Regions from separate parts of the Anas platyrhynchos genome. Here region 2 is linked to region 1. Evidence: chromatin contacts called from public Hi-C data. All regions are on one chromosome and are shown on one strand. Each heading gives the region's core, a stretch centred on a gene start, on an enhancer-like site or on the middle of the called end of the contact. The rest is flanking DNA. Distances are from core to core; before and after follow the strand shown. Region 1 overlaps PPP6R2 (protein phosphatase 6 regulatory subunit 2). Region 2 holds the start of LOC106017618.

What was found. Hi-C and Micro-C count contacts between places; a contact is called where the count stands out from the background.
Region 2: a contact with region 1 is called in a Hi-C map of skeletal muscle, with 1.9 times the contacts expected there. The contact joins the promoter of LOC106017618 here to the enhancer-like site in region 1. A contact is called at or near these places in 2 of 8 Hi-C or Micro-C datasets (skeletal muscle and subcutaneous adipose tissue).

The regions. Positions count from the first base shown.
Region 1 is chr1:892,904-899,395 of IASCAAS_PekinDuck_T2T, forward strand. PPP6R2 (protein phosphatase 6 regulatory subunit 2) reads right to left here. Exons shown (of 25, transcript XM_027461922.3): 8 at 3,967-4,080; 9 at 2,598-2,724; 10 at 1,943-2,095; 11 at 1,089-1,292; 12 at 368-432. Among named protein-coding and RNA genes, the nearest start is that of PPP6R2, 57 kb to the right of the region's middle. Within about 2 kb of position 1,693, at least 2 of the 8 cell types and tissues checked have an H3K27ac peak or open chromatin away from gene starts, as enhancers often do. A contact at or near this core is called in subcutaneous adipose tissue, where this site is marked.
Region 2 is chr1:987,952-994,775 of IASCAAS_PekinDuck_T2T, forward strand. It overlaps LOC106017618, which reads right to left and starts at 2,432. Exons shown (of 12, transcript XM_027461954.3): 1 at 1,375-2,432; 2 at 678-721; 3 at 320-383; 4 at 1-107. The coding sequence starts at 1,860. It overlaps GCC1 (GRIP and coiled-coil domain containing 1), which reads right to left. Exons shown (of 3, transcript XM_027461946.3): 3 at 2,575-6,565. The coding sequence ends at 5,258.

The sequences.
Region 1 (6,492 bases), core at 443-2,942:
CATCTCAGTTTCTATGCAGCTGCTCACTCTAGAGAAATATAATTATGCACTTATAAAAAGAAAAAAAAAAAAAGGAAGAAAAAGTTAAAATGCTATGTAACATTTTGTGACAAAGCAGGAAAGAAGCACATTGTGTATTTGGGTTGAAATGTTATAAACAATAAAAACATTCATGCTTTCACATTATACACCTATCTGGTGAATTTGGTTTTTAACATGCAAATAGTTGAGATCCCAAATCATAATCAAAATCAAAATCCATACACCACTAAATTGTAAATAATCCAAATAACTGCAAGTATATTTCAAGTGAATATTCAACATCTGCAGCCCTGGAACAAGGCCTTCTGAACCCCAAATCCCTTACTGTATTTTGTCATTGGCTTCCCAGGCATCCAATATCCTTTGCACTAGGCAGCATTTCTGGAACAACTAGAGAAAAAATAAAAAAAAGAGAGAGGAAGAACATTTCAAAAGTTTGCCAAAGAAATACTCATGCCTTAGGAAGCCTGTACTGAACTAGAGTTACTTTCACTCATTCCTTCACTCCTACTGAACAAGAACTTAAAGTTCAGCACTTATCTTTCTTAAGAGCTCAAGTTTCTTCTTTCTCATTTTTTTTTTCTCAGAGGATCCATGGAAAACAGCAAAACATACAAACATCTTCAGTCTGGTTTTGAGCTTCACAAGCCCCAAAGTAGGAATAATTGTTGTCACTTTACAAATACAACAAAATGTTTCCATCATTAGGGCCAAAATAGAGAAGCTAACATGTGGTTAGTTAGTTGTAGTTACTATAATGGTTCTTTTTTTTGTCCAAAGTTTATATGCATCTTTATAAAAAAATAAGATGGAATTCACAAGCCCATTAAATGTGATGGGTGGTATGTTTCCTAGTAACCAAATGCTAAAAACAAATTTACAAAAGCAAATACAGTTCCAACCAGAACCGGCAGAACCAAGTTATATCCAAACACTTTTAAATAAACTCCATGCTCTTGGACAGTTCATCACATCATTCTCCTGCTAATGCATATTCAGACTGAATCAATCAGTCTAAAATTCTCAGGTGACATGACCAGACTTACATGAGTAACCATGATATTCTCGGTGTTGTTTTCTGGAGCCTCTAAGTTCTCTGTGGCCACGTTTCCATTCAGCACCTCTTCTTTGCTTTCTAGGTCATTAGTAGTTGTTTTTCCCTCTTGCACAGAGTGTGAGAGAATAGCTGCTATGGACAATTCCACTTGGAAATGCAAAAAGTTATTCCATGTGTATTTAAAAAATAAGTCCTGGAATAAAACGAGAAACAAACAAACTAAAAATCATTCTAAATACACTTTCCCATTTTTAACAATCAAATGATATTAGAACACTGCTCAAGTAATTGTTTAATCAGCAATTACACTAAAAAGAATTTAGGATCCACTTATATCTGAGTGTGCTCAGTGCTCTCTGCTCTGATGCATAATTAGCTACAAACTGAGCACAACGGAAACGACCTCATCGACAGCTAGGGCTCTCGTAACACAGGAACACTGAAAATAATGTTAGCTATTCCGTGAGTGAAAAATATTAACAAAATTTGTAAGTATAAAAATAATTTTCTGAAAGACTGTCCTGCTTATAACGGCAGTCAGCTCTCAGCATTATGAGGCGTGTCTCCACAAGGTCCCCGAGCTTTCCCAATAACCAGACTATTTGGCGTACGCACTACTGAACTCTTGTAACAATAAACTTGAAGCAAGATGTTTGGTTCAACATATTAAGCAACCGTAATTGTATTACAAAAGCTCCTTCTTTCGGCAGATTAGGGAAATGTGTGACTGGCACACATGACACAAACTACCTTGCACTAAACAGATGAAAGGGAAAGTAAAAACGCTCTCGGTTTGAAGCCGTTTCCCCCCCACCGTTTGCAGTGTCACACTGTATTACTCACAAGTAATAAATTCATGGTACTGAGTCTGCATAGTTCCTGATTAATACTGGGAGTGTTTGTGTGAAGCAGAGCAGCTATTAGACGAGATCCGTGAAGACGAGCGTTCCCCAGTGGCTCTTCCAAGACACCAATTGTAGTTAGGATTGCTGTTTTCTATCAGAGAAACAGATATTAAGAACCTCAACAGAGATCAACATTCCCTTTAGTATATATGCACATCGGTTTGCCTAAATATAACTACTTATTTTTCTTACGTAAATATTCTCTGCAGGTAAACCTAAATTACCTTCCCACACAGGAACAGTGTCCTGTAACTACTATTAGATTTGTACTTCCAGAACTGAAGAGTGAGATCAAAATATCCACTAACTAGAAGTCTCTTTCTCTCCCTAGCCACCCTTACATAAACCATCGGTCACATCTCTGTGCTTCTTAGTTTTCCTCAAGTACAACGCACTGGCTTTCAATTCCTACTGCCTATTTCCTAAGCACGTGAATTATGAACATTAAGTGTGAATTTTTCTTCAAAAGATATAAGGTAGAGTTTGCCTGTCTCAACTTTCAGAAATACCCAGGAATCCCATGAATAAGTAAGAGGAAACCCTGAAATCCAAGCCAGCAGCAATTTGCTGCTGAGAAAGATGAGATGCCTTACCTTGGGAGGGCTGAGCAGCAGCTGGTGGAAATCTTTTAGCCTTGGTTCAATACCATGTAAGATGCTGCTATTGACAGTGTAAGACCTTTCAAATCCCTGAGTGTATGAGTCCATCAGTCCTTCCACCCTGTAAAAAGCAAAAAGCACAACAGTCAAGATTTGAAAAAATCTTGAAATGGCCTCTAGGCACGCTGTCCATGTTGGTTATTTTCTCTTGAAAAGCAACTATGAACATGAAGAATAATAACAGACAGCTACTGAAGGTATTTACGTAACTATGTTATTATATTATTTGCAAGATGATATTCACATAATCAAAGCTGTGAATGAGATGAGTGGGAAGACAGAGAACAAGCTGTCTGTGGAGCTGACAAAGACAAATTACTGAAGTGCTTCCTGGTTTTAAAACTTCACAAATATTTGAGGAGTAAAATGCATCAGCAGATGTTTGTATCTATAAACATTTGTTAAAAACTAGAAAAAACTTTCTGCAAGTGTTGCAAAAGATGTACCTAAGTATCCTATCTAGTGAAATGCTAGAGCAGACACGTAGCTATGCTCATAGTCAGACCTCTTCGCTGGTAAGCAGTAAATCGTAACAACTATTAATAGCCCCTTCCAACAGCAAAGTCTCATATTGGAATAAAATAAATGCTTTCATTTCAGCAAGGCAGGCATGTTCTAGATTGGAACACTTAAGTCTCTAACTCATAAATCTTCAGAGATCCCAAGCACAAGACACAGCAGAATCAGTATCTCAACTTCTCAGTTTTAACTGTACGTGACTCTCTGAGTAACAAGTTGTTTGCCCAGTGCCATCTTCTGTCTGCTTCTCTCTTCACTAACTCTTCCTAATCTTCCATTAGATTTGCCACTGTTCATTATTTTCTTCTTTTTTAAGAAGTGGGACCTCCAGTGTCTCTCTTCCCCAGAACCCTCTTTTGCCACCTCTCCTCTATCTCCATAAAAAGAAATAAAAACATGATATAGTTTTGAGAAACAAAATTAAAACTATATAGCCACATACACACTATCAGACAGATTAGGCCTGCTATAGCATTGTCCCCCATTCTGTGTATATTCTGCTGTGAGATCTCTGATATAACAGACACAACTCTGCTACACACGTGCACGAGAACTGGAAGAGCCCCTAAAAAAGCCAAGCTGCTCTTTTTTGGCTGTCATGAAGTACAGGCACTGCATCAAACAAACAAAAAACCACCAGCTTTTCTTGTACCCATTTCTACACAGCATTTCATGTTAGGTCAAAAAAAATTCCCCCTCCCAACCCCCAATTTTTTTTCTTAATTAAAACTAGACCAGAATTCCTAACACTGTTCGTGCTGGGGAAGGAAGTGTGCTGACTTACCCAGAGCGCCTTGTTTCCAGCAATGTTAGAAGAACTTGTGTTCCATTCACTATGCAATTTTCAGTCTGTTCTCCATCGAACATATTCTTCAGGAGTTGCTCCACACATTCCTGCCTGTTGATCAACACACACACATTAGCAGTATTAGAATCAGAAATGTTTGGCAGCTGCTTTAGTCACCAGAAAAGCCCACTTCTGTTTTTTCCAAAAGAAGAAGTTTTTTTTTGTTTGTGGTTGTTTTGTTTTGTTTTGTTTTTAAGAAAAAATAGAGACATTCCACTTTGCAAAGACAAGAATGCTTCTGCATTAGGTTCCGAAGTTGCTTACGCATCACTAGGTAAGACCTAGTTAACCAACACCTGGACTCCCAAATAAAGCTGGTTCTCCTGTATCAACAAGACCCACCTCTTAATTATACACTGGAAAACAATCAAAGTGTTAACTTGGTCAATTCATTAAAGACAATATGAAGCTATGAGCTCATAGTCTAAAACTATCCATCAGAATACCAGAAGAAAGAAAACAAACATTGGAAGCTGACCCTTATCATTTGCCACTGGCATAGTAAGATCCAGGAAAGAGAGGTCAACAAAATCGTAAATAATATGCATATTTGTAATAGTCTTAGCTATTATCCAGTTGAAATATTTTCATCCATTCACTATCTCTTTGAGCCCTTAAATCAAGATACCTTCCAAATCCTGACAGATTTGGGGCCAGGTGGAAGGATCACCAAGTGAAGTCTTGAAGACTCCTGGAGTCAAAATGAATCGTGACATTTCTTTATAGTCTTTAAAATGATTTTGAAACTCAAAAACAACCTTAGAATTGAAAAACAATCATCACAAAGGTAACAACACATTTTTCTCTCCGCTATCTCCTATATTAAATGAATAAAAGTTATGAGGAACACGAGGTTTCGGCTGGCACTGTTACCCATCTGTAGCTAGTGACTAGAGCAGTGCCTGCTTCCACCTCTGGGCTGAGATTCTCTCCCCATGCTAATTCTGCAGATGTTAATGAAATTTCTCCAAAATCCAGTACTCGGCAAGTGCCCTTCTTGAGGTACTAAATCACATATCCAGCTAAAATCAGTATTACTCAAGTTCACGGTCTAATTTTTACTATTTCCTAACATTTGAAAAAATCTCATTTACATATGATGAGATAAAAGTGTAAAAATACATTAATAATGTATGAGATAAAACTATTTTAATAAATAGCATCTAAATACACTCTATCAGCACAAGCTCAAGTGGCAGAGTAAGGAAAAAGTAACCGTGTACTGTGATTACCCGAATTCACTTTTGTTGCATCCAGGTAATCTACGAAACAAACTGCTGCAGACAGTTTAGAAAATAGTTATTGACAATCTAGATTTGATATTTATTCTGTAACCCTAATCATGGCTCCTTCTTGCACCAATACTTGGTCATTAATTCCTGATTCCTAGATAAAAAAATGTTATCCAAAGATCAAAAAAGGTGACCAGTAATGCCTGGAAAAATTACCAGAGAAAAGAAATGAAATAAGTGACAGAAACGAGATGGGTGACAGCTGTGTGCCACCAGCAGAAACGTCAGCGGTGCAAAAAGTCACTTTTGTTCAAAGCATTTTTTCTTCTAAATAGTGAAGTGGTATAACGATTTTAGAAACACTCTTTGAAAGTGCAAAAGCATTTTTATTTATCTCATGGAAGTTACAGGTAGCGCTTGAAAACATGCAACGCATGGCACAGACAAAGAAAACCACACAAGAGAGGGCAGCTGGGAGGGAGAGGGAAGGAAGACGAAGCAGCAGCTGAAGACCATCCCCATGATGTATGAGCCAAACCTCAAACTGCAGCTTTGTACAATTCTTGGTGCAACCTGGGAAGTTTGCTTGAATTCTACCACAGAGGCTCTCACGAAAGACCATGGGACCATGATTTAAGAAAGTGCATTTCCTCAGAGGGGCAGGCTTATCCTTCAAGCCCATGGAAGACCCAGCACGTATCTGCAGAGAACGTGGCTCTTCCGAGTTTGTGTGCAGCACAACTCCCATCCTGTTTTCAACTGTACGCTCCAGCACCTTTCCCAATAGCTGCCCCTGCTGTTCAATTAACATTATTTGGGAAATAACTCCTAACAAAAATACTCTTCGAAAGTTCATCAGCACTGTATTCCCTCAGTAATATTACAGAAGTTAGCTTAAACCACTTCAGATGGAAAAAAAAAAATCCTCAAAGTTTCATGGAAAGTTGCCTGGACATACAACTGCAGGTTCTGAAAAGTGCTGAGCACCACTAGCTGGGACTACAAGCACTGCTGTATCCTTTCTTCAAGAGAATACCTTCTATTGGACATAAAAAAAATGAAATAGTACAAATGCTTCTTTCGCAGGCTGTACACTAGAGTACCTCTGTATTACTGGATTAAGTCTTTAAAACAACCTGCACTCACCAACAGTTCCCAAATGGTGGAATTCACTAGATTCCACTCCCCACGATTACAAGTGATACCTTTGCTTTTTGGAGAATAAAAACAG
Region 2 (6,824 bases), core at 1,182-3,681, 96 kb after region 1:
TACGCCGGGATGAAGAGCGGGGCTGGCAGCAGCTGGATGGTGGCTGTGCTCAGCAGCACGGCGGCAGCCAGGAAATCTGCCAGGGCCAGCAGGAACAGGGGGCGAAGCTGGGAGCCAGGACACGGTGTTAGATCTGGCTGGCAGTGCCTCCCAGGGCTGTGTTGAGCAGAGCTGGGAGCAGCTCCTGCCCGGTGCTGGTGTCCCACAACCCTGCCCCTTCCAGCCCTGCTGTGCCTGAAGCCCAGCAGCAGCGGTGCTGGCCCAGCTCTGCTTTGGCTTAGAGGGGGCCAAAACACATCCCCGGGCCCGCAGCACACACCTGGATGTGGCAGCACCGCCTGCGCCGGGAGGTGACAGCGAGGACTGAGGCACTGCCCACGAGGCTGGAAGAGACGGGGCCAGTGGTGAACGTCCCCACGGAGCAGCCACTTGTGGGAGAGCTCCGCGAGTCCCAGCCGTGACACCCAGGACACGAGGACCTCGTGCTGCACCCCCTGCCCACCCCCCCATTGCCAGAAGCTTTTTGTGCAGGGGCCGAGGCAGCTGCAGGTGCCTGAGCACGGTGCCGTCCCCCAAACCCACCCTAAGGCACCGTGTGCAGGTTGTGCGAGGGCAGGGAAGCTTCACACTGCCCCCCCCCAGCGATGTCCACAGGGGCTGGGGGGGTCAGCACCCACCTGAGCAGCAGGGCCGGCAGGTAGATGCACGTCAGCACAAAGACCTGTGAGAGGACAGAGCAAGAGGAGCACGGGGCAAGGCTCAGGACACAGAGCCCCAGGCACAGCCGGACCCGCTCCCACGGGCATCCCTGCCTGGTACCATCACCACTGGGGAGCAGCCAGGAGCGAGGCAAAAACAGCACCTTCCCCACGCCATGGCTCACGGCCATGCCCGGGGCTGGAGCCCCTCGGTCATTGCTGGCCCGTGGCTGGTGGCCCGCCAGCCCCACGAGGGACAAACCCCGCAGCCGGCAGAGCGCACCGCGGCGGCGCCCGGTTTCCCTCGCCCAGGGCTGGGGAGTGCCGCGGAGCCGCGTCCCGCTCGGGGCCGTGCTGCTGAGAGCAGCTCCCAGGCTGCGTGGTGTGGGGCTGCCGTGGAGGAACCGGCAGGACCACGGCTGAGTCACGGCGAGGAGCCGAGCGGCAGCTCCGGGAAACGCCGGCTCCAGCGAGCGCCAACCTGCCCGGCCTCGGCTGCATGGGCTTGGCCCCCTTGCTGCAGGGGAGCCCGAGTTTCCATCGCCCTTTGCAGCGCCCCACAATGCATCTCCAACCCCCCCAAGATCTTTGGTGAGAGGAAAGACCCCAGGCAGGGAGGTGTCGAGGCCTGAGCAGGGGCTGCAGCGCTTGGCAGCAGCTTTCCGCACGCCTTTACCTGCTTGTCTGAGAGCGCTGACGGATGCTCCTCTTCGTTGGCCATGGCTGGGCAGCTCCGAGCCAGGTCCTTCGGTCTCCTCTCTGCCACCGGGCACAGCCTGGGGACACACTGGGAGCCGGGGGGGTGGCGCTGGCAGCAGAGCCTCTCCCGCAGCCGCCTGGGCTCGCTCCTGTGCCCGGCCGTGGGACCTGGCCGCGGCTCTGGCTGCACGGTGCGGCCGGAGGAACCTGCCCAGCCGGGGCGGCGGGCACTTCCCCGGCGACGTGCAGGCTGCTGCGTGCAAGCCCTGCGAGCAGGGAGGGGACCGGCCCCTCGTGGAGCCCAGGCGGGCGTGCGGCAGAGCCTTCGCGCCTCCCCTTGAGCACCTGGAGCAGGAACGGAGCAGGAGAGGCAGCTCCCGCGGGCGCAGGCGTGAGCGCGGCCCCGTTCTGTCCCTGCACATCCCCACAGCTCAGCCTGCTGCGAACAAGGACGTGTGGGCATCCCCGCAGCTGCTGCTACAGGCACAGGATGACTTCTGGAGAAGGGGAAACTGAGGCACGGCACCCCCTGTGCAAGGTGAGCCCACAGCCTGGCTGCCTGGCCTGATGGTGCCAGCGTGCCCTGGAAGCGAGACCTTTTACTCCACGAGCACCGGGGGTGAGCGGGGATGGGGAGCCAGGCAGCCACTCGCTGCAGGATGCAGCCCCCACACAGCCCCACGTGTGGCTCGCAGAAGGAAGCTCTGGCAGGGGAAGCCCCCACGTACAGGATCCTCCCAGGCCCAGCAGGTCCCAACAAGGAACTCCAGACTTAAAATGTTTCTCACAGAAGGGTGCAGACCAGGACCACCACCCAGCCAGCCCAGCCTCCTCTGCTCCGTTTGCTCAGGCTTGATTGCAGCCACTGCCCATTGCGGGCTGTCACCCAGTGCAGCCCCCATCGCAAAGCAGGGGGCTCGCAGCCCCCGCAGCGCCGCCCGGGCAGCTCAGAGATGCTCTGAGGAGCCCGCAGTGAGATCAGCTCAGGATGACAAGCCGAAGCACGTCACTTCTGGCTGTCCAAGCACAGCGTGTGCAAGAGCCCGCGGGTGCACCCAGCGCCTCGACAGCTCCACGGCCCAGCCGAGCCCCGCAGTGCCCGGTGCTGACAGGGAGGCTGCGGTGCCGCGAGGTGTGCGCCCCCACCCAGCTCACCAAACAGCACGCCAAGTCCTGCTTCAAATATAGAGATTTCAGGTTTATTTGGGAGAGAATTGGCTGAACGGAGAGGGAAGAGGGAAGAGGGAAGGATGTGCGGGAAGGTCTGAGGGAAGGAGAGGGGCTACGGGGGAACAGAGGAAGGGACCGCGCAGTGTGAGCAGCAGCCCAGCACGGCTCCAGCTGGACCCTGCTCCGTTCCCCTCCTCACCTTCACCTCCTGCCCAGCCTGGCCCCAGGAGGAGCAGGCAGGAGCCGTCCCACAGCGCTCCTGGCACAGCAGAGTTGGTCCTGCTGCATTCGGCAGCCGTCCCCACACCACCACCACCTGGCACCTCCTTGGGGTCAAGGCGTTCTCCAGGGAAGCACCAGCAAAGTGGGAGCTGGGCCCCCCCTCCCTTAGCCCCCCTGCGTGGCGGCAGCAGAAGCGCCGCAGCCCTCAGCCGTCGCGGTCCTGCTCCACCGGGATGAGGTTTGAGAAGCCCCCCCCCCAGCCCCACAGGCACCTCCTGCTTCCATCTCACCAAACGGGGACCGGAGAAGGGACATCTCTCAGCAGGACCAACGACTGCTTCAAAGCCTGAGACCCCTGGAACAAGCTCTCTGATTTTGACCCCACCACCTCCACCGGAGCAGCACATGGATGCAGCCTCAGCCTGGCCCCGGCACGGAGGCACCTTCCTGCAGCAGGAGCTGTTCCCTGCTTGGCTTGGGTGCCCCCTTCCAAGACCTCCTTGGTCAGCTGCGGATTCTGCCTGGGGCATTTTTCCCTGAGGAATTTTAGAGGAGAAATTAGCACCGGGGGGTTGTTGGCAGAGAGGTGCCCGCGGAGCTCTGCTCCTCGCCAGCAGCGAGGCAGGAGCTGTGGAGAGGGCTCCAGGAACTTGGCTACCGAGACGAGGACTGCTGGCACGGCTCTGAAAGGAAAAAGGGCTCTGCCCTGGCGAGCTGCTACAGCTCTCTGCACGCCCCGTGCCCGTGAACCACGAGGCCCTCCAGGCTCTGCCTTCCTCTGCTGAGGAGCTGCGAGGTGCTAGCTCAGCTCCGGGATTTGTGAGCGGGCTGGGGACTGTTAAACAAGGCCTGGTGCCCATGATTACAAACATCTCCCGTGCTCTGGGACGGGGAAGTTGTGCTTCAGCACCCAGGCTTTCATTAAAACAAAGCGAGTGCACCACAACGAGCCTCCAGCGTGATTTTGCCCCCACAGGTGAGGCGGCTCCAGGAGCTGCAGCAGCCAGAGGCTGTGGCCCCCTGGGGCACAGCTCCAGCCGAAATGTCACCTGGATTTGGTTTTTGTCTGGCTTTTCGGAGCCCCATCCCCATCCCTGGGTGGCCGGGGGGTGCCCTCTAGTGGATCCAGCACCCAAGGGATCCATCGGGCCCCCCACAGGGTGGGCAGAGCCCCGGGAACAGAGCCTGCCCCTGGAGGAGGGCGGCTGCTCGGCTGCTCCCTCTGCTCCCAACCAGTCCAGCAGGGAGGGCAGAGGGGCTGACGTGGCCCCCCCCACAAAGGCTCTGCCTGTGCAGCCAGCTGGAAAAGGCACACAGCAGACACCCCCCCACCGACCCAGGGCTCGCAGCTCGGGTCTGAGCAGCCAGGAGCCAGCAGCTCCCGAGCAGAGCTGCAAAGAGCAGCAATGGCCTTACAGCGGCGTACCAGGACCTGAGGTGTTTCAAAACGCTTCGGCTTCCTTCCTGGCAAGCTCATTTCACAGGGAAGTTAAGCAAGAACCTCCAGGACCAGGCAGCAAAGCACAGCCTCACCGCTCCCAGAGCTGCCACCTTCTGCCCCTCGCTTCCTCAGGCTTCTCCCACCCCAGCAGGAGCGACGCCTCGCCCCAAAACAGATCCGCGGAGCCCCAGCAGCTCAGTGAAACTCCCACGGGTTCAAAGGTGGCTGCTGAAGGTTTCTCGTTGCCTGTTTCAGCCTCTTGCTTGGTTTCCATCCCCGGCAGGGTCAGCAGGCTGAGCTCCCAGCTCTAACAGCCCCGGCACACAGCACCTTCTGCTGGCACCGTGTGCCCCCCGCAGTCACGAGGCGTCCTTAGAAAATCCTGCTGGGAAACACAGCGAACAGCACAGAGAGGATTCCTGAGCAGAAACGAGAGAACAGCTTCATGCAGTGTCCTCTGGTGGTCCCCAGCGCTACGAGGGGCTGCTGCAGACACTGGTACAAAATTGGTGCTAGGTCATGAGACTTTTTGAGAAATTGCTCAAGATTTGCTGCATTTGGATGCTGCTGGTAATTAAGACTCATCCTTCCTGCAGGCTTTCAGCTTGGCTTCCTTGATTTTACCACCACGTTAAGTGCTTTTTTTTTTTTTCCCCTTTTTAAATTTGAGTCACAAGCCTGCACAGCATTTCAAGACCCAAGCAAGTTCCACCCTAACAGAGCTCCTCACCCCACGCCTGACAAGTAGAGATTTTTTTGTTAAAAAAATAAAAGCATCCGTATATATATATATATTTTTTAAGTCAAATTCCACCTCAGAGCAAATCCTCACAGCAGAGAGCACTGTGATACCACCAGAGCAGTTGGCACAATTTGTTTAAACCAGTGCTAACAGCACCAGCTAAGCCCAGGTCTTTGCTGGAAGCTCCCTGCTCCTTCGCACAGCTGGGAAGAGGCTGCCCCGGTCCTAACTGGGAATCAGAAGCGTGTTACTGGGCAAGAGCTGGTGGGGGTAGCACCGACCACCTCATCTCTTCCCAGAGGGCCACCAGCTGCTGTAAGCCGACTGTTTCCTGATCGTTTGCTTCTCTTCTGGGCTGAAATGCAGAATGGTCAGTATGGCAGTTAGAGTCTGCTGGCGCCCGAGAGAGTCCGGCAGCGTCAGGAACCTGTAGACGATGTTCTTGAGGTACTCCAGGTTGGCCCCCTCCCTGCTCTTGTCTCTGAAGTTCTTCTGGATCTCGTTCTGAAGCGCCGTCACCTCTTCCCGGTGCTTCTCCCCCTCAGCCAGGACTTTCTCCTGCAGCTGGTGCACTTCCATCTCCAGCTTGTGCTTCTGCTTCCTCAGCGCTGCGATTTCCACCTCCTTGCGAGCCAGCTGCTCCGCGTACAAGAAGAAGGTGGGCTCGTTGCTGGCAGAGAGGTGCAGAGCCTGGGGGAGGACCTCAGAGGAATCCTCGGCTGCTGAATCAGCGCCGGCAACGTCGGCACCTGGTGCCCCGTAGGTTTTGGGGCCCTGAAGCCCGGCGTAAGGCAGCACGATGGCTCTCAGCTGCTCCAGCTCTTGGTCCTTTTCCGCCAGCACCGCCAGTGCCCGGTCCCGCTGCTTGTGCATCTCCTCCTCCAGCTTCAGCGCCCGTTCCCTGTAGTCCAGCTGGCAGCGCTCCAGTTCCTGCCTGTGAAGCTGCTGCAGGTGGGACAACTCCTGCCTCCTGGCCTCCACGTCCAGCTGGTGCTGCTTCTCCGTCTCCTCCGCGGACAGCTGGAGCACGACGTACTTCTCCTTCAGGTCCGCCAGCTGCTCTTGAGCTTCCTCCAGTTCTTTAGCCAGGTTGACGTCTTTGACGGACTTGTTCTTGAGAACCACCTGCGCCCTCATCTTGTACCTTTCAAACTCCTCCTTCAGCTGCTTCAGCTCCTGCTGGTAGTACAGAGCGGTGGCCTTCTCACCGTCCGCAGCCTCAGTGCCCTTCGGCAGCTCCAGCTCGCACAGCTTCTCGATGTCCAGGGCGGGCTGGCTCCTCTTCGCCGCCGCCTGCAGGAGCTTCTTCAGCTTCTCCATCTTGTCCTTGAGGACATTCACATCCAGGTTGGCTTCCTCTACGCTGACATCCACCGGGGAGCGGCTGGAAGCGGCAATGGCCAGGGTTTTGTTCTCCTGGTCCAGCTGCACGATGCGGTCCTTCAGCTTCTGAATGACCAGCTGGTCCTTCTGCTTGGCCTTCTCGTAGGTGCCGAGCAGTCCCGACACCTCGGACACCTGCCCCTCCAGGTCAGCCACTCGCTGCTCCTCCATCTGGGCGTGCTGCCGGAGCTGCTCCTCGGCCTGCGCAGTCTGGGAGCAAAGAGACAGGGCAGGGGAAGTTATCTCGGAGCTCTAGGACGAGGGCTGCAGCCATACAGGGCCTTGGTTCTGCCCTGCTGACCTCCAAGCAGGCACGGGGCCATCCCGTGCCCTAATTCCCTATGTGACCCCCCACCCCGCCGTGCCTGCCTTTAAAACGGAGATTGAAGGACAAAATAAAATGATAAAATAAACTTGGTTCTGTTCCCTGCTCTGCAGAGCTGCTGTTAGCAGCATTAGCTGCGCTGCT